Regions from separate parts of the Mus musculus genome. Here region 2 is linked to region 1. Evidence: chromatin contacts called from public Hi-C data. All regions are on one chromosome and are shown on one strand. Each heading gives the region's core, a stretch centred on a gene start, on an enhancer-like site or on the middle of the called end of the contact. The rest is flanking DNA. Distances are from core to core; before and after follow the strand shown.

Region 1 (4,139 bases), core at 913-3,412:
TAATACTGTAATATATTCCAACCTATACCATACATATATTAATAACAATTTCCTGGAAAATAATTACTGAATCATTGACACAATCATTCTGGATAGTAAAGCACATGCCGATATTCTGTCCCCAAAATAACGATACTAGTTCACTTCGATACAAAGTATCATTTGTCTGCACTCCCACCAATGCAAACTATTCATTTTTATGTCTGAATTATATTTTGTATCTGGCAAAGATTTTAGCAGGCCTCTCATTTCTGTGTGTGGTCTTTGTGTACCAAAACACTAATTTACTCGCTACGCTATCATCCGTCTCAAACAACCAAACACTGTTTTTCTGTGCTTTATATTAATGCGACCATCATCATTTTAGTCCTCAAAAATAGTTTCTAAAGGAAAAAAATATATTGCTCAGTTCATATATTTTACATTAGATTTCCCTTTTATTTTGATTTCTGGAAAACCATGTCAGAATGCTATGCTAATTGTAAACAGATGGTCCTGCATACTGTCTTCATCCGGTGTCCTCTTTGTAAACCTACATTTGATCAGCCTGGTAAGTAGCTCTGCAGTCTGGCCTCTGGCATGAATCATTCCAGATAAACTCACAATTCCCATTGTTTCTGCCCTGTTGCTTGCTATTTTTTTTTCTCCTATAACACAAGACTTTTAAAAAAAATAGACTCTTATATATTCTTCCTTCCTCCCAGCTTCCCACAACCATTTAGATTCAACTTGACCTTTTCTCCCGTTCTTACTTCAAGTTGCCTGCGTGTCAATAACTGAGAAATCTCATCAAAGGCTTAACTGTCTACACCCCACTGACTCATTCTTTATCACAATTTGATCTTCCTTATTCCCATACGATTTGTTTTTCAGTAATGTAAGTTTTTCAGGTTTTTTTTTTTTTTTTTTTTTTTTTTTTGCAATGTGTTTCTCCAAAGAGCAGCTGTTAGCCTTCTTTTGCCCTTATTTACAAAAAAATCAAGCATGCTAAGCTTCTTAGATGACAACGGTTGTTCCAACTTGAGAATAAGAAATTGATGCTCTGAAGACAAAATGAAGGTATTGTAGCCATGCCAATGAGCAGAGCAGAGCAAGGCAGAGCAGAGCCAAGCATTTGTGGGACCCTCTTGGGCTTTATTTTCAACAAGCTACACATGATCGCTGTTTGTGGAGCAGAGACCGAAGGAAAGGCCATCCAGAGAGAGCCCCACCCTGGGATCCATCCCACATACAGTTTACCATACCCAGACACTGTTGTGGATGCCAAGAAGTGCATGCTGACAGGAGCCTGATATAGCTGTCTCCTGAAAGGCTCTGCCAGAGCCTGACATATACAGAGGTGGATGCTTGCAGCTAACCATTGGACTGAGCACAGACAGGATCCCCAATGGAGGAGCTAGAGAAAGGACCCAAAGAGCTGAAGGAACTTGCAGTCCATAGGAGGAATAACAATATCAACCAACCAGACCTATTAGAGCTCACAGGGATTAAACCACCAACCAATGAGTACACATGAAGGGACCCATGGCTCCAGCTATATATGTAGCAGAGGATGGCCTTGTCGGGCAGCAATGGAAGAAGAGGCCCTTGGTCCTGTGATGGTTATATGCCCCATTATAGGAGAATGCAGGAGGAGGGGGAAAGGGATAGAGGGTTTCTGGGGTGTGTGTGTGAATCAGGAAAGGGGATAACATTTGAAATATAAATAAATAAAATAGCCAATGAAACAAATAAAGTTTTCTCCTTTTCTCTGTTGGTATAATTGTCTGTTTTTGAATCATGTCTGCTGTTCAGACATGGATCTTGAAAGTCACAGCTTCTGTTTTAGAAGAGGCCTTGTTACAAGGTATTAAGGTATTAAGCTGAGCCCAGCCCTACTCTACTGCATTAGGCTATGTGATTTCCATTCACTGCTAGAGTCATCTGAGTACATTATTCACTGCTACAATGCTGTTGCCACACCCCAGCTACTCTTTCTGCAGGTGACTTAATTAGTTAATGAAGCAAAAAGCTCCTGTTTCTAACTGATAAAGAAGAGACACCGACTGTTATTTTGAGTAGCAAAACAGGTTATTCTGTCCTAGTTTAAGACAGAGGCAACAGGGATAGCTATCAAGGTTTTTGTTTGTTCTTTTTCTTGAGGCACATCTGTGGCATAGTTACTTTGGCTGAGAGAAGCCTCTTGAACAATTGGAGTGCATTCTCTTCTTTGTTCTTTCTGAGGTGTGTGTGCGCGCGCTCGCGTGTGTGTGTGTGTGTGTGTGTGTGTGTGTGTGTGTGTGTGTGTGTGTGTGTGTGTGTGTTTCACATTCTTTAATTTGCTGTTTCCTCCATGTGAAGTCTGGTTAGCATATGTGGTTATTGTTGGAAGGTCACAAGGAAGCAGAGCTGCTTATCACGGCCTTTTATCTTTACCTAGGCTAGATTTTTTGACCAGCTCATGACTGCCCTGCACCTCTGTCTGCAAGATTTCAGAACAACTAACAGAACAATGTAAAATGGCTATTATTTTTGAGAAAAGGCAGATTTCAGAACTGGAGGAACGAGGTACCAACCGGAGAAGATTGTTTCGTCCTATTGTGTTCTTGCTGTTCTTTTATACAGCCAGGAATTAAGACAAGCAGTTCCTAATTTTAAACAACAACAACAACAACAAAACGTACTGCAAATAAAGCAAAGCCTGGAGAGATGGCTCAGCCTTTACCAGCACTTGCTGCTCTTCTGGAGGAACTGGGTTTGATTCCCAGAACCTCATGGTAGCTCACAACAACCTGGTACTCCAATTCTAGGGAACGTGGTGGCTTTCATTGACCTTCTCAGGCACCAAGCATTCACGTGGTATACATCGCACACAGATCAAACACATGCAAATAAATGCATTTTACAAAAAGAAATATGGCTGTTGACACATAATTATCATTTCCAGCTACAACATACGTGTATATAGTTTGAAAGAGAAAGTGGAAACTAGAAACCCAACTAGAAAAACTCAAGTTGCCTGAATCATTGGCTGACTAATATTTTTAAAAAACAGAACAAAAAATATTTATTTATTTGTGTGTGTGTGTGTGTGTGCACCTACATATGTGGTATTTCTGTGACCAAGTGTATATGAGCACACAGTGACCTACATTTGGAAGTCAGAGGACAGTTTTCAGAACCTAATTTTCTCTTGACCTTAGAACCTTAATTTTTATATTATTGTCATTGATCTTACTGATATTTTGATACAAGGTCTTTCCATGTTGCCATGAATAGCCTGACACTTTCTGGATAGTCAAGACCAGCTTCAAACTCACAATTCTTCTGCCTCGTTCTCTAGAATCCTGCTATTCTAGAGAATGAGCCACTGTGGCCATCATATCTTTATTTCATGGTAAACATACATAGAGAACTGGTAAGGGGCTAAGTTTAGCTTTGTTCTTTTCACGAAACACAGTCTATAACAGTAAAACAACAGTAATAAAATGGAATGTATAAGTGCTCAGTAACCTTTTTTGCAACTACACTGCTTAGCCCAAAGTCTTCAAGGACTTGATGTGTTTTGGAAGAGTAACCAGGTCTCTCACATAATATTAGAACTTTGACCATGGAATAATACCCGTTGTTGTTGCTGTTGCTGTTGCTGTTGCTGTTGCTGTTGCTGTTGCTGTTGTTGTTGTTGTTGTTGTTGTTGTTGTTGTTGTTGTTCTTCTTCTTCTTCTTCTTCTTCTTCTTCTTCTTCTTCTTCTTCTTCTTCTTCTTCTTCTTCTTCTTCTTCTTCTCCTTCTCCTTCTCCTTCTTCTTCCATTAATGTACTGTTTCCTCATTGTAGGGTCTAGTTTGCATATGTAGTTACTGTTGGAAGGTTACAAGTCAGCAGAGCTGTTAATCATGACATTTATCTTTTCCTACCCTACCATTTCTTGACCACTTCATGATTGGCCTGTACCTTTGTCTGCAAGATTTCAGCACAACTAGCAGAATACTATATAATGACAATATTGGAATACTGATGTAAACTTCAGGCAACCTAATTTTGAGAAACAAAACTAGAGGAATGAGTTTAGATTGTAGGTTAGAGAAATGGAGGGCAGGATATGGTCTCCCCATTCTCAGTTGTTTGCAAATACATTTACCCCCCACAAAAAAATTTACAG
Region 2 (4,139 bases), core at 1,096-3,595, 230 kb before region 1:
ATGGGGAGGATGTGGGAGGATTTGTAGACGGGGAAACTGTAATCAGAACATACTGTAGGGAAAAAGTCTATTTTCAATTTAAAAAGTCATAAAAGAACTAAATGATGTGTGTGTGTGTGTGTGTGTGTATTCACACACACACACACACACACACACACACACACACATACATGAGAGACTTGAATATACATGCTCAGATACTATATATGTTTATATACAAACCCACACATTTATATATTAAGCCTTTAAAAAGTTAACAGATAAGCCATTCATAGTTAGCCTGTACTAAGCACTGGTGGCATATTCCTTTAATCTCAATACTCAGGAAACAGAGGCAGGGGAATCTCTGAGTTTGAGACCACCCTGGTCTACAGAGCAGGTTCCAGAACAGTCAGGGCAACACAGAGAAACCTTGCTTCAAATAAACAAAAAAAGTGAGCCTGTCACTAAGAACAGTGGTCTATACCTGTCATCCCAGAGACCAGGGAGGCTGAGGCAGGAGGACCAAATTCTAAGACCTACCTGTCTAGCTTATAAAGTAGGTTCAAACCTGGCCTGGGCATCTCAGCAAAACTCTGCCACAAACTGAAAATCACTATAAAGAACTGGAAATGTGGATCAGCAAGAAGACTGACTGTTTATTCCCAGCAAGCTCCTGGCTTCAACTGTCAAACCACAAACAAAATTTGTCAAATAAACAAATAAATAAATAAGGTCTAGAGAGATGGCACAGAGGTGAAGAGCACTGACTGCTCCCCCAGAGGTCCTGAGTTCATTTCCCAGTAACCATATATATATATGGTGGTTCATAACCATCTGTAATAGGATCCAATGACCTCTTCTGATATGTCTGAAGAAGAGTGACAATGTACTCACAAACATTTATTTAAAAATAAATCTTTAAAAGAAATAAAAAGAAGGAAACCAGAATTTCAAAAGCTATAAAGGTTTAAGGGGCCTCATCAAAGGGGAACATGTTCACTCTGGAACCATCCAATGGGGATAGAAAAGGGAGAAAGCTCCACTTTGAAAACGAATAGCTAGGGAGATAATCTAGCATTTAAAGCGGTTCTGGTTAGTTTTCATTTTTAAATAGTGTCTTATTTGTTTGCATATGTGTGGGGGGAACATGCAGAAGTCAGAGAACAACCTGTGGGACTTAGTTTTCTCCTTCCAGGATGTGAGTGCTAGGTATGGAACCCAGGTGGCCCGGCTTCTTAGGAAGCCCTTTACTCCTGAGACATTGCTTGCCCAGGATTGTTAGTTTTTCCTTATTGACTACACACAATGTAGAATTACCTGGGCATCAAGTCACAGTGAAAGATTTAAGCCGGGATGAGGGTATGTCTCTGGGGGACGATCTTGATTACTTGCCTACTGTGGGTGGTACCATTCCCTAGGCAGGCCATCCTGACCTGTGAAAGAGTGGAAAATGTTAACTGAGCACTCAAATTTGTGCACACACTACACTTTGTTACTGTTTATACGTGTAACCGGATCAACTTTCTCAGTCTCAAGCTGCTGTGACTTTCCTGCTAGGAGGGACTGGAATTTGGAACTGTGTGCTAAAATAAGCCCTTTCTCCCTGAATTACTATCAGGGTATTTTATCACAGTAAGTTGAACAGAAAATAAGAGAGAGACAGAGAGACAGAGAGAGACACAAACAGAGAGAGACAGAGAGAGACAGAAAGAGAGAAAGGGAGAAATTCTGACATGCAGGAACATGGGTGAATCAGCAGATTATCTGTTAAATGAAACAGTGACAGAGGCCAAGTTCTAGGAGTCCTCTATGATTTATTAATATGAAATATATAACATAAACAATCACTCAGAAACAGAGCTGGAGAGTACAAGGTAAGAGCTGCAGTTCAAACAGAATAAATCTTAAGTTTTGTAAGATGGCTAAATCACAGAGCCAGGACACATATTGTACCCATACTGAACACTGTGTTGTATACTTGAAATAATCTTATAGAAGGCAAGATTAAGCTTAATTTTCCTATCATCGCAAAAATAATGAAAAAAAAATAAAACAAACACATGAACTTTGAGTTCTCATCACACAATCACACTTAAACTACCCTTTACTCTTTAGACAAACGCTATTTTTTTCCAACATGGGAAACCCCAGAACATAATCAAGAGCAGAATTAAATTATAATTTGGTAACTCTTTTCAGAATCTTGGGAATTTTTAAAGCATTGAAAAGATTTATTACACAGAACGTATATAATTTGTCATATTCTCCGTAGCATATCCATTGAGCTGGTTCACAAGGTCATCAAATAGATGTCTGTTCCTCACTTAAACACATGCTGCTGGATGCTGTGGGTACCCACATCCTGCTTCCTGCCTCTGCAAGCCACTGTGAACCCTGCCTGGCAGTTCCCTATTTTGGGCTCCATGCTGTACCGACATAAGGTCTGCAGAATCATGTTTAAGAGGCAAGCATGTGTTAATGCAGTTATGAAAGAGGATTGGCGTGGATATGAATACCTGTCCTGTAGCTTTTTATGTGCAGATTTGTTTTGGAAATGTGCACAGCTTGGATTCAACCTTAAGAGATCCTTTTAAGGCTTTTCTTCATCATGAAGTGTCTATTGAAGCTATGGCGAAGTATGAAAATGAGCAACCTAAAGTATGTCATTTTCCTCTTGTATGAAGTTAAAATAACACAGAATAAAAATACTGTGGCCAGATTATTTTAATACACATACACAAATATATATATTTGTATATATTTGGGCCTGCGACCTGTGGCTAAGCCATATAACATGGCAAGAAGCACATGGTAAAACTGCTTGGCTCACAGTTGGGAATGGAAGGGACAAATATGGAGAACCAAATCTCAGTACTCCTTCAGAATATGGCTCTGATGAGAAGATCTCTCACAAAACCCTAGCCCTAAAAGTCTCCATTACTTCCCAAGAGATCCAACCTGGCGAGGGTTAAGCCCTTTAAAACATGGGCTTGCTGGTGAGATGGCTCAGTGGTTAAGAGCACCGACTGCTCTTCCAAAGGTCCTGAGTTCAAATCCCAGTAACCACATGGTGGCTCACAACCATCCATAATGAGATCTGATGCCCTCTTCTGGGGTGTCTGAAGACAGCTACAGTGTACACACATATAATAAATAAATCTTTAAAAAACAAACAAACAAACAAACATGGGCTTTTGGGAGAACATTTCTATTGTAAACTATGGCAGTATATAAGTTGTTAACACAATCTTTTGTGTGTGTGTGTGTGTGTGTGTGTGTGTGTGTGTGTGTGTGTGTGTGTGTATGTGTGTGAGGCAGGGTTTCTCTCTATAGCCCTGGCTGTCCTGGAACTCACTTTGTAGACCAGGCTGGCCTCGAACTCAGAAATCTGCCTGCCTCTGCCTCCCAAGTGCTGGGATTAAAGGCATGCGCCACCACTGTCTGGCCAGACACCTATTTTTGAGACAGTTTATTTGGGGTCAACAGTATTGAGAAGCTTTGGAGGAAGCATGTTATTTCCTTTCTCTGGAATGAATATTTCTTGATCATCAAGTATATTTGTTGTGTTAGGAACCAACCAGTCAGGCCTCCTTCCACATTGTTCCCTATGTTCCTACAAGCAATGTATAAGAGACGTGACTTCAGGGCACCCCCACTCAGTATTCCTTATTTCAGTTCTATGTGCTTCTTTTTCTGTTGTATATTTAGGTTGCGATGGTTGTGATTGATTTGCTTTCAAAGGGAAGGAAAATGTCAAATTCCATGGTGAGCTGAAGAAGTAGCTTACATTAAAAACACATAAGATCTAACCTACCAACCATCAAGGCTAAGTCTAGCTGTCTTGGAACCTGGCCAGAGCACAGTCCTAAGTTAAGTTGGCCAAAATCACCTACCACAAAGGTAATTTTATAATCTCACATGACTTACTGGTTATAATATGCACACAACAGAGTAGCCGCTGTTTCTTTGCTCCTTTGGCTAGCAGAATTGTGGCTCACTGCTGGTGCTCACTATGGGGCGAGCATAGTACACACCGTGTACAAGTAGCCCCAGAAAAGAGCAAATTTAAAACTTAAAAGTAAGCCTTTAAAATGAAGGTAACTAGTCTGAGCATCGTTGACTTCAGAGAGTTTAGCTCAGTGGTATAGTATAGCCCT

Evidence for each region. A called contact is a pair of places that touch in the nucleus more often than the background predicts.
Region 2: a contact with region 1 is called in a Hi-C map of double positive thymocytes, with 4 times the contacts expected there. The contact joins two enhancer-like sites. A contact is called at or near these places in 2 of 484 Hi-C or Micro-C datasets (the N1E-115 cell line and double positive thymocytes) and 2 of 115 datasets of contacts at active chromatin or transcription factors (CD8 T cells and bone marrow-derived macrophages).

Annotation. Positions count from the first base shown.
Region 1 is chr13:117,053,079-117,057,217 of GRCm38.p6, reverse strand. It overlaps the pseudogene Gm29767. Among named protein-coding and RNA genes, the nearest start is that of Parp8, 30 kb to the right of the region's middle. Within about 2 kb of position 2,162, at least 17 of the 459 cell types and tissues checked have an H3K27ac peak or open chromatin away from gene starts, as enhancers often do. A contact at or near this core is called in double positive thymocytes, where this site is marked.
Region 2 is chr13:117,282,452-117,286,590 of GRCm38.p6, reverse strand. No RefSeq gene overlaps it. Among named protein-coding and RNA genes, the nearest start is that of Emb, 64 kb to the right of the region's middle. Within about 2 kb of position 2,345, at least 64 of the 459 cell types and tissues checked have an H3K27ac peak or open chromatin away from gene starts, as enhancers often do. A contact at or near this core is called in double positive thymocytes, where this site is marked.